4 separate regions of the Mus musculus genome follow, and all the other regions are linked to region 1. Evidence: chromatin contacts called from public HiChIP or PLAC-seq and promoter capture Hi-C data. All regions are on one chromosome and are shown on one strand. The core of a region is the stretch at or near the end of the contact, and the rest is flanking DNA. Distances in the headings are between cores, read along the strand shown. Region 1 holds the start of Phip (pleckstrin homology domain interacting protein). Region 2 holds the start of Tent5a (terminal nucleotidyltransferase 5A). Region 3 overlaps Senp6 (SUMO/sentrin specific peptidase 6). Region 4 overlaps Myo6 (myosin VI).

Region 1 (2,700 bases), core at 79-2,578:
TAAAAAATCTTGCCAAGGTTCCTCCGCGGCTCAAAGGCCTTCTTGTGAAATGCTAATGCCACTTCGGAGCAGTTAGTCACCAGCTATTGTGTGGAGCTGGAGAAAGCTGAGCCGGCCGCGCGTGCAGAGCAAGCAAGGAGCTGGCGAGCGCGCTCTCCAGGCTTGCGCCGCTCCCGCTGCCGCCGCCGCCGCGCGCGCGCCCCCGCGCGGATACGCGCGCCGGCCCCTCCTCCTCTGGCCTTGCACTGCACAACACTCATGACGTATCTTTATTTCTAGCACATTAACAAAATATCACAAATAAATTGTCCGCGGACCCCGCGGCCCCGGGGCGCCCGCACCCCCGGCTGCCGCCCCCCGCAGCCCCCGCTCCGGCCTCCCAACCCTCCCCGTGGCCTTTGCAGCTTTTCCCGTTCTGGGGCCAAGTTTTTGTCTCTGTAAAAAATTGCGGGAAATTCAATTTTTATTCGACTCGGGGAAAAGTTTCTTTGCAGTGCGCTAGGAATGTCTCACCAGATTCTGGTAGGTCCTGGGGTGCTCCTTCCCGGTCCAGTCGGTGCGCCGGGGCAGCAGCTGCGGGGACAGGACGCCCGGTGAGCGCGGCCCCCGGCCCGGACCGACGCCGCTCCCCTCCCCAGTCCGCCCCGCGCCCCGCCGGGGACCCCCCGCGCCCCGCGTCCCGCGCCCCGCCGGACGCCCGAGCTTGCGCAGCGGCCCGGGGGAGGCCGTGCGGCGGCGGGACGGCGCCGGGCCGCCGCGCCCTTACCTCCTTCTCGGCCACTTCGCGGATCAGCACCTGCAACAACAAAGCGGGGACGCTGAGCCCCCGCGCCCCGGGCCGCGGCCCCGCCGCCGCCGCCGCCCTCCCCCACGCCCGCGGGCGGCCACCGCGAGCGCCCGCCCGTCCCCGCGCCGCGCGCCGCCTACCTGAGCCGCCTGCTGACAGGGTCCATCTTCCAGGAACCGGGCGATGAGGAAGTAGAGCTCTGCGCGGGAGAGAAGGACGGGGAGACACGGGCTGAGCGGCCGCGGGGGGCGGGGGCCCGCGGGCGAGTCCGCCCGGCGCGGCGGCCCCGCAGCGCCCGACTTACCCGATCGCAGCTCCGAGAGGCCTTTCCTCTCACGAGACATGTTTGCGGGTCACTTCGGGGCCGCCGGCGGGACACCCCGCCGCCGAGGGGACGCGGGGACGGTGCCGCCGCCTGCCCTGTAGCTGTCAGTGTGTGCTCACGAGCCGAGCCTCGGCTCCACCATTCAAGCAACGGCGGCGGAGGCGGAGGAGGAGGAGGAAACAACAACTCTCAGGCAGCGGCCCCGGCTGCGGCCGCCTCCGCCGGGATCCCTCCGCCGCAGAAAGGAGTCCGCGCCTTCGCGGCCCCGCACTCGCCGCCCCCGCCCCCCGCGGGAAAAGGAGTGCCTCGGCCTAGGCCCGCGCCCGCGCGGTCGTCGCTCCGCGCGCCCTGGGCCGCCACTTATTTATTTATTTCCAGCGCGAGGAGATGTCGGAGCCGAAGCGGCGGGCTGCCTGGCGGGCGCTTTCTCTAAAGAGGCCGCGGGCGGGAGGGAGAAAGGGAGGGAGGGGAGGAGGGGGCCGGCACGGCTGCGCGGAGGGATCTGACGCACACGGAGCCGCAGCACAGGCTCTATTCAGCGGCGCTGGCTGGGTTGAGATGGAAGTTAGTTTCTATGTAGCAGAAATAGGAAACAAATGAAGCAAAACTGCTCAAAGAGGGGAAATGCCGGGAGGACTGGGCTCACTCTCACGCACGCACAGAGACTCTCAGCGAGCACTCTCAAGCTGGGCCAAGTCGGGATCGCGCTGCCCTGCCCGACTTGAACGCTAGTGTTTGCTTTCAGTCTTGCCATGTGCATGTGTATAAATGCTGCGGATTGGCATCCGTGTAAGTCTTGTCCTGCGATATTTCTGCAGCCTGGGCAAGTGTTGTGTAATTTATTGGAGTGCCGTGGGTTGCAATAGAGGTTCGGGCTTTTTTTTTTTTTTTTTTTTTTTTGAGCCACTTGCGTTCTGCAAACCCGTTATTCCCCGAAGCCACCTCTGCATATTTCTTTTATTACTACCATCGCCTGAAGCGTTCGTTTAAAAAAAAAAAATGTTTTTGTTTTGATAAACGGGCAAGAGGAACTCCAGATTTGTACTTCAGCTCATCTTTTCCCCCACTTATTACAAAAAGGCTAGTGATGGCTAATTAGGGATTTGGAAGTGAAGAACCTTAAAGCTTTTTAAAGTGTTTACAAGAAGGGCTAATATAAACCTGAAGGAAAGGAAAGGGCGCTAGCTAATACTTATCTCTAACTGATATGGAGGTAAATTACTGACACGGTCGATAACCTACCGAAGGTTATTGAAAGAGTATATTACAGTTTAGCAAAGGTGATTAGTGATTAAATAATTTAAATTATCTGTGTATCTTGCAGTTGACTTCGTCATGCTAATTAATGGCTTCTAATTTACGGTGTAAACCATTCCTGTTTACAGTTAATCACGGGAAGACTTCTTAAAAACTGGCGAAAAGCAGAAACAAAAATCTTTTCGTAAATCCTAATGTAATTACTGGTTTTATATGATACATCGTTCATCTGTGTTTTGCTGATGAGGATAGGGGCCTTGTTATTTTTAAAACGAATATGGGTGAAATTAATGGAAACAATGGAAAAGGCCGTTTGTTAAAAAACAAGGAC
Region 2 (2,700 bases), core at 162-2,661, 2.4 Mb after region 1:
AACGCCACCTAAACCGAAGGGGAGGGGCACACTATTACACCCTCGACTCTGTGAATTAACAGGGAAAAGCATCAAATATCTTAAACGCCGAAGTCAGTGGAGTATGGATCGATTCACATTTTCCAATATAATAAAAACCATTGACTCAGTTCTGCTTCAGGCTGCTATTTTTCCCAAAGTCTAGATTACAAGATGACTCAAAAAAATTATTTACATCATTCCATCCTTCCACCAATCACGTTATACTCTGGACAAGAGTCCAGCAAGGAAAGTCAAGAGTTAAACCATAGAGAGAAGGAAGAGAAGGAAACGCAGAGGAGGAAGCACAGAGTTGTGGCGCTGGATCTCCCAGGAAACTAAAACACTCCACACCACTCACGCGCATTAGTGCGCTCGTGAAAAAAAAATAATAAAAAAATAAATAAACGAACTCACTATGGCCATACTGACGGCAGTCAAGGCAAGCTGGGCTTGCTTTCTCCCCACCCCTGCTCTGCCCAAGCCCATCAGGTGGCTTTACCTTGAGAGTGAGCGGTGTGATCTTCTCCTTGTTCACCCCTTCGGGCAAGAAGTCTAACAGGCAATCCAGAACGACGTCCTTCACAGTCTGAAACTCCTCTTCCCCACGCAGGTCAGCGCAGAAGATGAGGTCCAGGTCCTTGTAGCCTAGGCCACTGTCCTGGTGCAGGACGTGACTGGCGGCTGAGCCGTTGAGGCGCACGTCGCGGACACCTATGCCCTTCTCTTCCAGGCGCCTCCTCACCACCTTCACAATCAGGCTTGGCTGCAGCTCGAGCGTGGGGAAGTTGCCGCGCCCGTGGATCGGGATGGTCTCGCTCAGAATGCCGTCCAACCGCTGCACTTGCTCCCAGTTCAGCACATTGCAGTGCGCCGTGGGGCTTTCGCAATAGTCCGAGCAGCGGTCGCCGAAGCTGCTGCCGCCGCCGCCGAAGTCACCACCCAGGGGGATGTAAGGGCCGCCGGTCAGCTCGTCCTCTGCCATGGCAAAGTACCCTTCGCCCTCGGCCATGTAGTGCCCTCCGAAAGCCACTTGGCCTTGGTCAGTCCTAAGAGGAAAGAGTGGATTTAGGGGAGCGGCAGAGAGGTGTGCGGGTGAGGGGACAGGGGTCCCGCCGAGGGGCCTGGGCTTCCCCTCCCCGATCGTGACGCCCATAGTAGCCCTCCTCCCCCAACCCTCACCGACCCCAATGCCCAGCCGCGCGCCGCGCCCCGCAGAGCAGCCCCGCACCAAAAGTATCTCTGATGCATCTGGAAAGCACAAGCGAGAGTCCCGTCTGTGTCACCTGGAGGCGGCCGCCCCTTCTAGGAGCGCAGGCGAGCGAGGAACCGCGAGGCGGACACACTTCGCAGGAGCTGCGAGTGCGCTCCCGGCAGCGGCCCGCGACTTCTCCGCGCCGACCCCCGCCGCGCCCTGAGCGTTCCCGCCCCTTGCCCGCGCCCCGCCCGCGCCCCCGCTGCGGTGGTCTCGGAGGTGGCGGCTCTCGACGCCGCCGATGCCACCGCGCACACTCGCGTCTCTGGAGCTTTAGCAGTTGTGCGGGGGGAAATGTCTTCAGTACTTTTTTTATACCGGGCTTCTCCGCGCTTCCGGGGCCCCAGCGCGCAGCGCTCGCCACACCCTCTCATTTGCATAGAGCACCGCCCCCAGCGCTGGGTGGACAGTCGCCGGAGCTCAGAGCTGCTGGAGCTAGGCCAGGGTGCGCAGCCCCTGGCTATGAGCACAGACAGATGCCTGTGGCTCCTACGTGTAGATTTATCCATTTCTGCACGTCCACACACGCGCGCGCGCACACACACACCCCTAAAGAGGAGACACTTTGCCTCAAATGTGATAGATGGCCATCAAAACCGGATCAGGGTTAAAAATCACGCAACTATAGAAACTTCCCAAGCCTAGCCTTCTGGCCGGGTGGAGCGCGTCATTGCCGCGTAACTGGGTCTCCTGGAGGTTCCCTCAACAGTGTCCGTTTGTGGCTAGACCGCCGATTCCACTCTGGACCCTGGGCCAAGTGTGGTCTCCAGAGGCAACTGGTCACGCACGTCAGTCTCTGTGAGGGAGGGGGAGGGTTTGCTGAGAACTGAGTTTCGATTCTCGAAACCTCGAGAAGTGCTGGTGGGGGGGTGGGGGTGGGGTGGGGAGTCCGGTACCAGCCAGCCAGCCTGAGTGCGCGTCCAGCTGCTGCCCGCGAGCTGGGCAGGCGCGCGTCTCCTATCACACAGCTCCGCGGGCTCGCGGCCAACCCGCGGGGTCTCGGAGCGCAACCCCAGCAGTGCACGAAAAGCGGCCGCCAGGGTGGCGGTCCTTCGGCTCAGACTTGGGAGAAGCGCGTTCCTCGCAGCCTCTAAGGTTCTCAGTTCTTAAGCGGATAAAACGTCAATGATCAAAGTAGGCTCTGGCTTCTTACCGGCCATTAAGGGCAAATTTAAAAGACGAGAAGTTTCTCCCCCTCCAGCTTCAGTCGCCAGTGGAGTGCTTAAGGGTTGGAAAAGGTTATCTCTGCGCTCTGGCACCGCACTGTTTGCTAGAAAGCTCCCTGCTTTCGCTTGTCCACTTCCTCCGCCGCCCCGCTGCTGCCTCCGTTCAAAGTAATGCTTTGCAGTCCTTGATCCAGGTAGAGGCTGTGAGCCGAACGAGGCAGTCAGGGTAGAGAGGAGAGGCCCTGAGATGAACAGCCATTA
Region 3 (2,700 bases), core at 98-2,597, 2.9 Mb before region 1:
ACCACTGCCCGGCCTGGTTGGATTTTTTAGATGGAAAATAACCCATTAAAACAATTAGTTTTAATAATTTTTTTATTTTTTGAGATTATAATCACATCATTTCCCCCCTCCAAACTATCCCATAAACCTCCTTTGCCCTCCTTCGGATTCAACTAAATTACTTCCTGCCTGTCTTAGGGTTTCCGTTGCTGTGCAGAGACACCATGACCGAGGCAACTCTTCTGAAGGACAATTTTCAATTGGTGCTTGCTTAAACAGTTTCAGTGGTTTGTCCATTATCGTCATGGGAGGAAGCATGGCAGCATCCAGGCAAATGTGGTGTTGGAGGAGCTGAGTGTTCTGCATCTTGATCAGAAGGCAGCTAGGAGGAGACTTTCTCTTCAGCCCCCAGCAAAGCTTGATATCAAACCCCACTCCCACTATGATAGACTTCTTTCAACAAGGCTACACCTTCTAATAGTGTCACTTCCCATGGGCCAAGCATATTCAAACCTCCACACTACCTATCATTAAGATTTTATCTTTTGCTTCTTTAAAAATTTTAAGAGTGTGTGTGTATAACAGAAGAGGATATTGGGTCCCCTGAAGTTACTGGTGGTTATGAGCCAGCTGATGTGGGTGCTAGGAACTAAATTCAAATCCTTTAGAAGAGCAGCAAATAGCAAATATTCTTTACCCATTGAGCAATCTCTCCAGTCCCCTTTTGCTACTTTTGTTGCATCTTTTATCCACTATTATCTTGTCCTTACAACATTGTCATTTTGGTGGAGAATATAGACGAAGAAAATGTATGTATTGAGCTGGAGGAATAGCTTAGTGGTAGAATACTTGCCAAGCATGCATAAGGCATAGGTTTGATTCCCACTACTGGAAGAAACTGTTTAATTTCTTAAATAATTTTGTTAATTAATGGAAATCTTTCCTTAACCTTTTTAACCATAATTTCACTGGAGTACAGTGGCTATATTGTTCTACTGATAATTATCAGTGTTATTTATAGCTGTATGTTGACATGTAAATACTCAGGGACTTTTGAGGATTTTAAGATTCTGCTTAGCATGCAGCAAGCATTGTGTTACATCCTTAGCACCACAAAAGCTGTACACATTGATGCATATCTGTGATTCCAGCACTCTAGAGGTAGAGATGATATGGTCAGAAAAAGATCAAGATGGTTCACAGCTACCTAGGCAGTGTAAAGTAGCATAGGCTACAACTAGACCCTGTCAAAGAAAGAGAGAAGAGTGGGGAGGGAAGGAAAGGGAAGGGAATAGAGAGAAGCACTTTAAAGAAGGGCTTATTTTGTCTTACAGTCTGGGAGATTTCATCATGTTCAGGAAGCAGTGAGAGCAGGAAGTGGGGCTTGGCTATGTAACCTCAAGACCTGCCCCAGTGACCTACTTCCTCCAGCAGTATGCTGCCTCCTAATGATTCTTTAGCCTTTCCAAACAGTGCCAAAGAGCTAGGAATCAAGTATTCAAACATATGAACCTATGGGGGACGTTTTCATTCAGATCATAAAAGTTTACCCCAGGCTTCCATAGGCTTATAGCTCTCGTGATGTACAGTGCAATGCCCACATAGTCATTAACAGTTCCCGATACCATACAATAGTATATACTAAGTCTCTTCTGATATTCAGGTAACAAACCCTGTATCTGTGAACCCCCCCCCATATAGTTTTTATTTTAAGTTACATACTTCCAACATAGAATGGCACAGAATAAACATTTCTATTCCAAAATGGAGATGTGGGTGTATACCAAGGAAAAGTCAGATTAGAGCAAGACTGAAATCTAGCAGGGTAAACTCCAAATCCTGCAGTTCCATGTCCTGCTTCTATAACTAGTGGTAGTATCAGCTGGCTTCTAAATAGCCCCATCTCTACCTATCTCCTGCACACAGCAGACATAACCCCTCTGTAGCCAGCTCTGTTCCTTACCCACAGCTTTTGGTTGGTGGATGTTGATGGTCCTGACATCTGCAATATTCTTTGGTCTCCACTGCAACCTAGGCATCACTTTCACAGCTTCCCCCAGGGGCCAGGTCTCTGATACTCCCTCACATTGTGTGGGTTTTGTGGCTCTCTGGAACCATGGACGTAGACTCCATGACCCACTCAATCTTGAATCTTTGAAAGCATGCCTGAAAAACTACTGGGTGAACAGAACATGGACAATGTCAAGTTCTGTTGCCAGCTTCAGATGGCCTCTTGCCCCTTTGGACCACAGTTATGTCAGCCTCTGTATGCTTTCCAGGCTGACTCTAGCGAAACACTTCCCTAGGTGGTAGGCCTCCTTTGAGCTGTGCTCTGAGTTCAGGCTATAGGGTAAGTTTTGAGATTTTACAATGTGAGACTTTGGTGGCTGAGATCTTGTACTCGGGGCCTTTCCTGTTGTCTCATGCCGAGCAAGAGGTTTCCTTTGAGCACTCGCAGCCACCAGTCACCTTTCAGTATTGACTCCATATTTAAACTTACACATATTCCTTTCTTTGACAAACTGACAAGGAGGAAGATAATGGAGGAGAGAAAGACAGACACAGAAACTGACTGACTGAATACTCAAGATACAATCCACAAACCACATGAAACTCAAGAAGAAGGAAGACCAAAGTGTGGTTACTTTAATCCTTCTTAGAAGGGGAAACAAAATATCCATGGGAGGAGTTACAGAGACAAAGTATAGAGCAGAGACTGAA
Region 4 (2,700 bases), core at 169-2,668, 2.8 Mb before region 1:
AACTCAGTTGATTAATTGCCCACATCAGATTGGCCCGTGGTCATTTTCCTGATTGCTAATATATGTAGGAGGACCCAGCCCAGTGTGGGCAGTATCATTCTTGATTATGTGATGAGCACTGTAAGAAAGGCAGCTGAAGGTGAGCCTGGGAGTAGCTCAGTAAGCAGCGTCCCTCCGTGGTTTCTGCTTCAATCTCCTGGTGGTCTCTGATCCTACGCTGACATGAACACACTGACTTCCCCAAGTTGCTTTGGGTCATGTCATTCCAGCAACAGAAAGCGAGCTAGAACAGGTTCCAAACCCTCTTTGTTTCTCTGTGACACCCCTGCCTGTGTGTGGTCTAGCCCTATGTCATGGACCTATTCCCCAGACATGTTATCTCTCCATTCTTACCCAGACTGATCCTTTGTTTGGAATGAGTCAGTCTTATCCATCTTTTAGGATTTGCTTGAATTAACTCTTTCAAAGTAGCCTTTTGAATTAGCTTAGTGGTACAGTGCCTTCCTAGGGTGTGGAAGGCCATGGTTAAATCCCCAGTATTTGAACCCCACCCCAATATCCTTTAAGAGTTTACATTTACATTATAATTATATTATGGCATCAATAATCATTATGCAACATATGTCTCCAATCACTCACACTCTTCCTAGGAGTCTTTTCCACTCATATAAATTATTGAAACTGTCATAAAGATTGCATCTGTAATATTCACTGTATTGGAAGTTAAAGCTTAGAAAATTTAGAATTATTAAATGTACTGAACTATGGGTAATAGAGTATATTGATGAAAATAGCATTTATGAAAATGACTTCTAAGACATGGAGGAGGTGACATTGTTTTCAACCTTAGTGAGTCTCTCTACTAGTTTAAGAGAGGCCAGCTAGGTATCACACATACTCAGACTCCCCATTGGCTGCAGCACGCTGTTTCAGTAAATGTACATTACAGCGTATGCACACTGCTGGGAAGGGGAGTGGCAGGAAGGGGAGAAAGGGGAGAGGAGAGGGGAGGAGGGGAGGGAAAAAAAAGGGGAAGGGAATATTATAATATAATATAAGAAAAGAAGAAGGGAAGGGAAGAGAAGGGAGGAAAGGGGAAGGGAAGGGAAGGGAAGGGAAGGGAAGGGAAGGGTCTTACCTCTTCAGATAATTTTTCCTTTTGATCCTTCATCAAAACCTAGCAAGTGCTAGCTCACACAGAACAGGGCTGCCCATCAGGCTGTTTGGACTCCATATACTCTATTCCCATAGGCTGATTGCATTGTGGATGATCATCTGGGAACAGGAGGTTCTACTGCATGATGTAGATTTTCTCAAGCTATGCTGTATGAACAATTGTTGTTCCCCTTCAGGGATACCTGCCTTTCACCAGTGCCGGGAAATACATCGACAAGCTTTACTCAGAACAAAGGGCAGGGAGGTGAAAGAGTTCTGAGGCTGCCAGGTCTCAAGGTTGACTGGGCATTGTAGGTCACTTTAATTTTGTCTAGTCACAATGGTGTTTCTTGAAATCAAGGGCAGTTCCTGATGCTCGACACTCAAAACATTCGCACTAGGCCTTTCCTCAGTGCACATGTGCCTCTGCTTCCTTCCCAGTTCACTCCACAGAGTAGTAGACACAGGTCAGGATATGACAACACGAGTTGTCACTGCTTCACCGAGGTCATTCTTACACGGAGCGTGCTTGCTTTCTTGTCTCTACATGCCAACCACTGTGGGGGCCACTGCCTTGCCAACAGCTCCAGGAGTTTTAGCCACCACACCTGCTACACCATTATTTCAGAGGGAACCACAGGGAAGGAAGCCTGAGTGCTAATGGTATTATGAGAATTTACAGTTTGACTTTGCTGACTTGAGGATGCCTCCTCAACAGAATCCCTGCTCTACACCATTAACGGCTTGGATTGTCATTGTGCTCAGAATTCGTGAAGACCAGCTGCGTAGTCCACCTTGTCAGTGGAACTACACCTTGCCCAGAGCTTACTTCAGTTCCTCCTAAGAGGTAGGAGCTGCAAGCTTAGAGTGGATTGATGAGGACCGGCGGTCCAGATGGAGACACACACACACACACACACACACACACACACATACACACACAACCTCAGAGTTCATTTGTTTCCTATAAGAATTGTGCAGTTAAAATATTTTGAGGCAAGTAACTGTAATCTCAGTACTTAGGAGGCTGAGGCAGGAGGATTGCTGTGAGTTCAAGAACAGCCTGGGCTACAGAGTCCAGAATCTTATCTCAGAAAACAAAACTAGAAAAAAATTTAGAGGTAAATTCAGACACATTTTTTTATTATGACTTCCTTCCTGGACTGTAAGTAGATAGTGTCCAATTCCTTATGGGAAAGGCTTTTGATCTCTCTTATCTAGAACTAGAAGGTCAATGTCTACTTTCTTCCACCTCCATCTAGATGATGTGAATAGCTTGCTGTCATCAGGTGAAAGACCGGGAAACTGAGATAATTGGAAGTTTAAGGCATAACCTTTATTTCACAAAACACCAGTGTATACCCTAGTAAAAGCAAGCATCAGCAATTGGGCATTTAAGAGAGATGCATATGACTATACATAAAAGTGAAAATTATTTTGATGTTGGATATTTAACTCAGTGACTCACCAGGGCTAAGCATTCCACTACTCTCCTTTCACTGAGTGTTTTTAAGAAAGAACTTCCTTTTTAAAGATTTATTTTTA

Evidence for each region. Promoter capture Hi-C pulls out the DNA fragments that hold promoters and counts their contacts. HiChIP or PLAC-seq counts read pairs in DNA pulled down with a chosen protein or histone mark.
Region 2: a promoter capture Hi-C map of liver shows a contact between it and region 1, with 3 times the contacts expected there. The contact joins the promoter of Tent5a here to the promoter of Phip in region 1. A contact is called at or near these places in 2 of 39 promoter capture datasets (liver and pre-B cells), 1 of 484 Hi-C or Micro-C datasets (hematopoietic stem and progenitor cells), 1 of 115 datasets of contacts at active chromatin or transcription factors (astrocytes) and 1 of 9 other capture datasets (liver).
Region 3: a contact with region 1 is called in an H3K4me3 HiChIP or PLAC-seq map of pro-B cells, with 7 times the contacts expected there. The contact joins the enhancer-like site here to the promoter of Phip in region 1. A contact is called at or near these places in 7 of 39 promoter capture datasets (the 3T3-L1 cell line, 3T3-L1-derived adipocytes, cranial neural crest and 3 more) and 6 of 115 datasets of contacts at active chromatin or transcription factors (acute myeloid leukemia, astrocytes, large pre-B cells and 3 more).
Region 4: a contact with region 1 is called in a promoter capture Hi-C map of liver, with 4 times the contacts expected there. The contact joins the enhancer-like site here to the promoter of Phip in region 1. A contact is called at or near these places in 4 of 39 promoter capture datasets (cranial neural crest, hippocampal neurons and liver) and 4 of 115 datasets of contacts at active chromatin or transcription factors (astrocytes, embryonic forebrain, embryonic limb bud and 1 more).

Annotation. Positions count from the first base shown.
Region 1 is chr9:82,974,161-82,976,860 of GRCm38.p6, forward strand. Phip (pleckstrin homology domain interacting protein) reads right to left here and starts at 1,329. Exons shown (of 40, transcript NM_001081216.1): 1 at 1,092-1,329; 2 at 928-986; 3 at 767-796; 4 at 514-573. The coding sequence starts at 1,131.
Region 2 is chr9:85,325,739-85,328,438 of GRCm38.p6, forward strand. Tent5a (terminal nucleotidyltransferase 5A) reads right to left here and starts at 1,412. Exons shown (of 3, transcript NM_001160379.1): 1 at 1,305-1,412; 2 at 521-1,067. The coding sequence starts at 1,030.
Region 3 is chr9:80,079,819-80,082,518 of GRCm38.p6, forward strand. All of the region lies in intron 1 of Senp6 (SUMO/sentrin specific peptidase 6), which reads left to right. Among named protein-coding and RNA genes, the nearest start is that of Senp6, 14 kb to the left of the region's middle. Within about 2 kb of position 1,348, at least 118 of the 459 cell types and tissues checked have an H3K27ac peak or open chromatin away from gene starts, as enhancers often do. A contact at or near this core is called in acute myeloid leukemia, memory CD8 T cells and pro-B cells, where this site is marked.
Region 4 is chr9:80,179,528-80,182,227 of GRCm38.p6, forward strand. All of the region lies in intron 1 of Myo6 (myosin VI), which reads left to right. Among named protein-coding and RNA genes, the nearest start is that of Myo6, 16 kb to the left of the region's middle. Within about 2 kb of position 1,419, at least 8 of the 459 cell types and tissues checked have an H3K27ac peak or open chromatin away from gene starts, as enhancers often do. A contact at or near this core is called in liver, where this site is marked.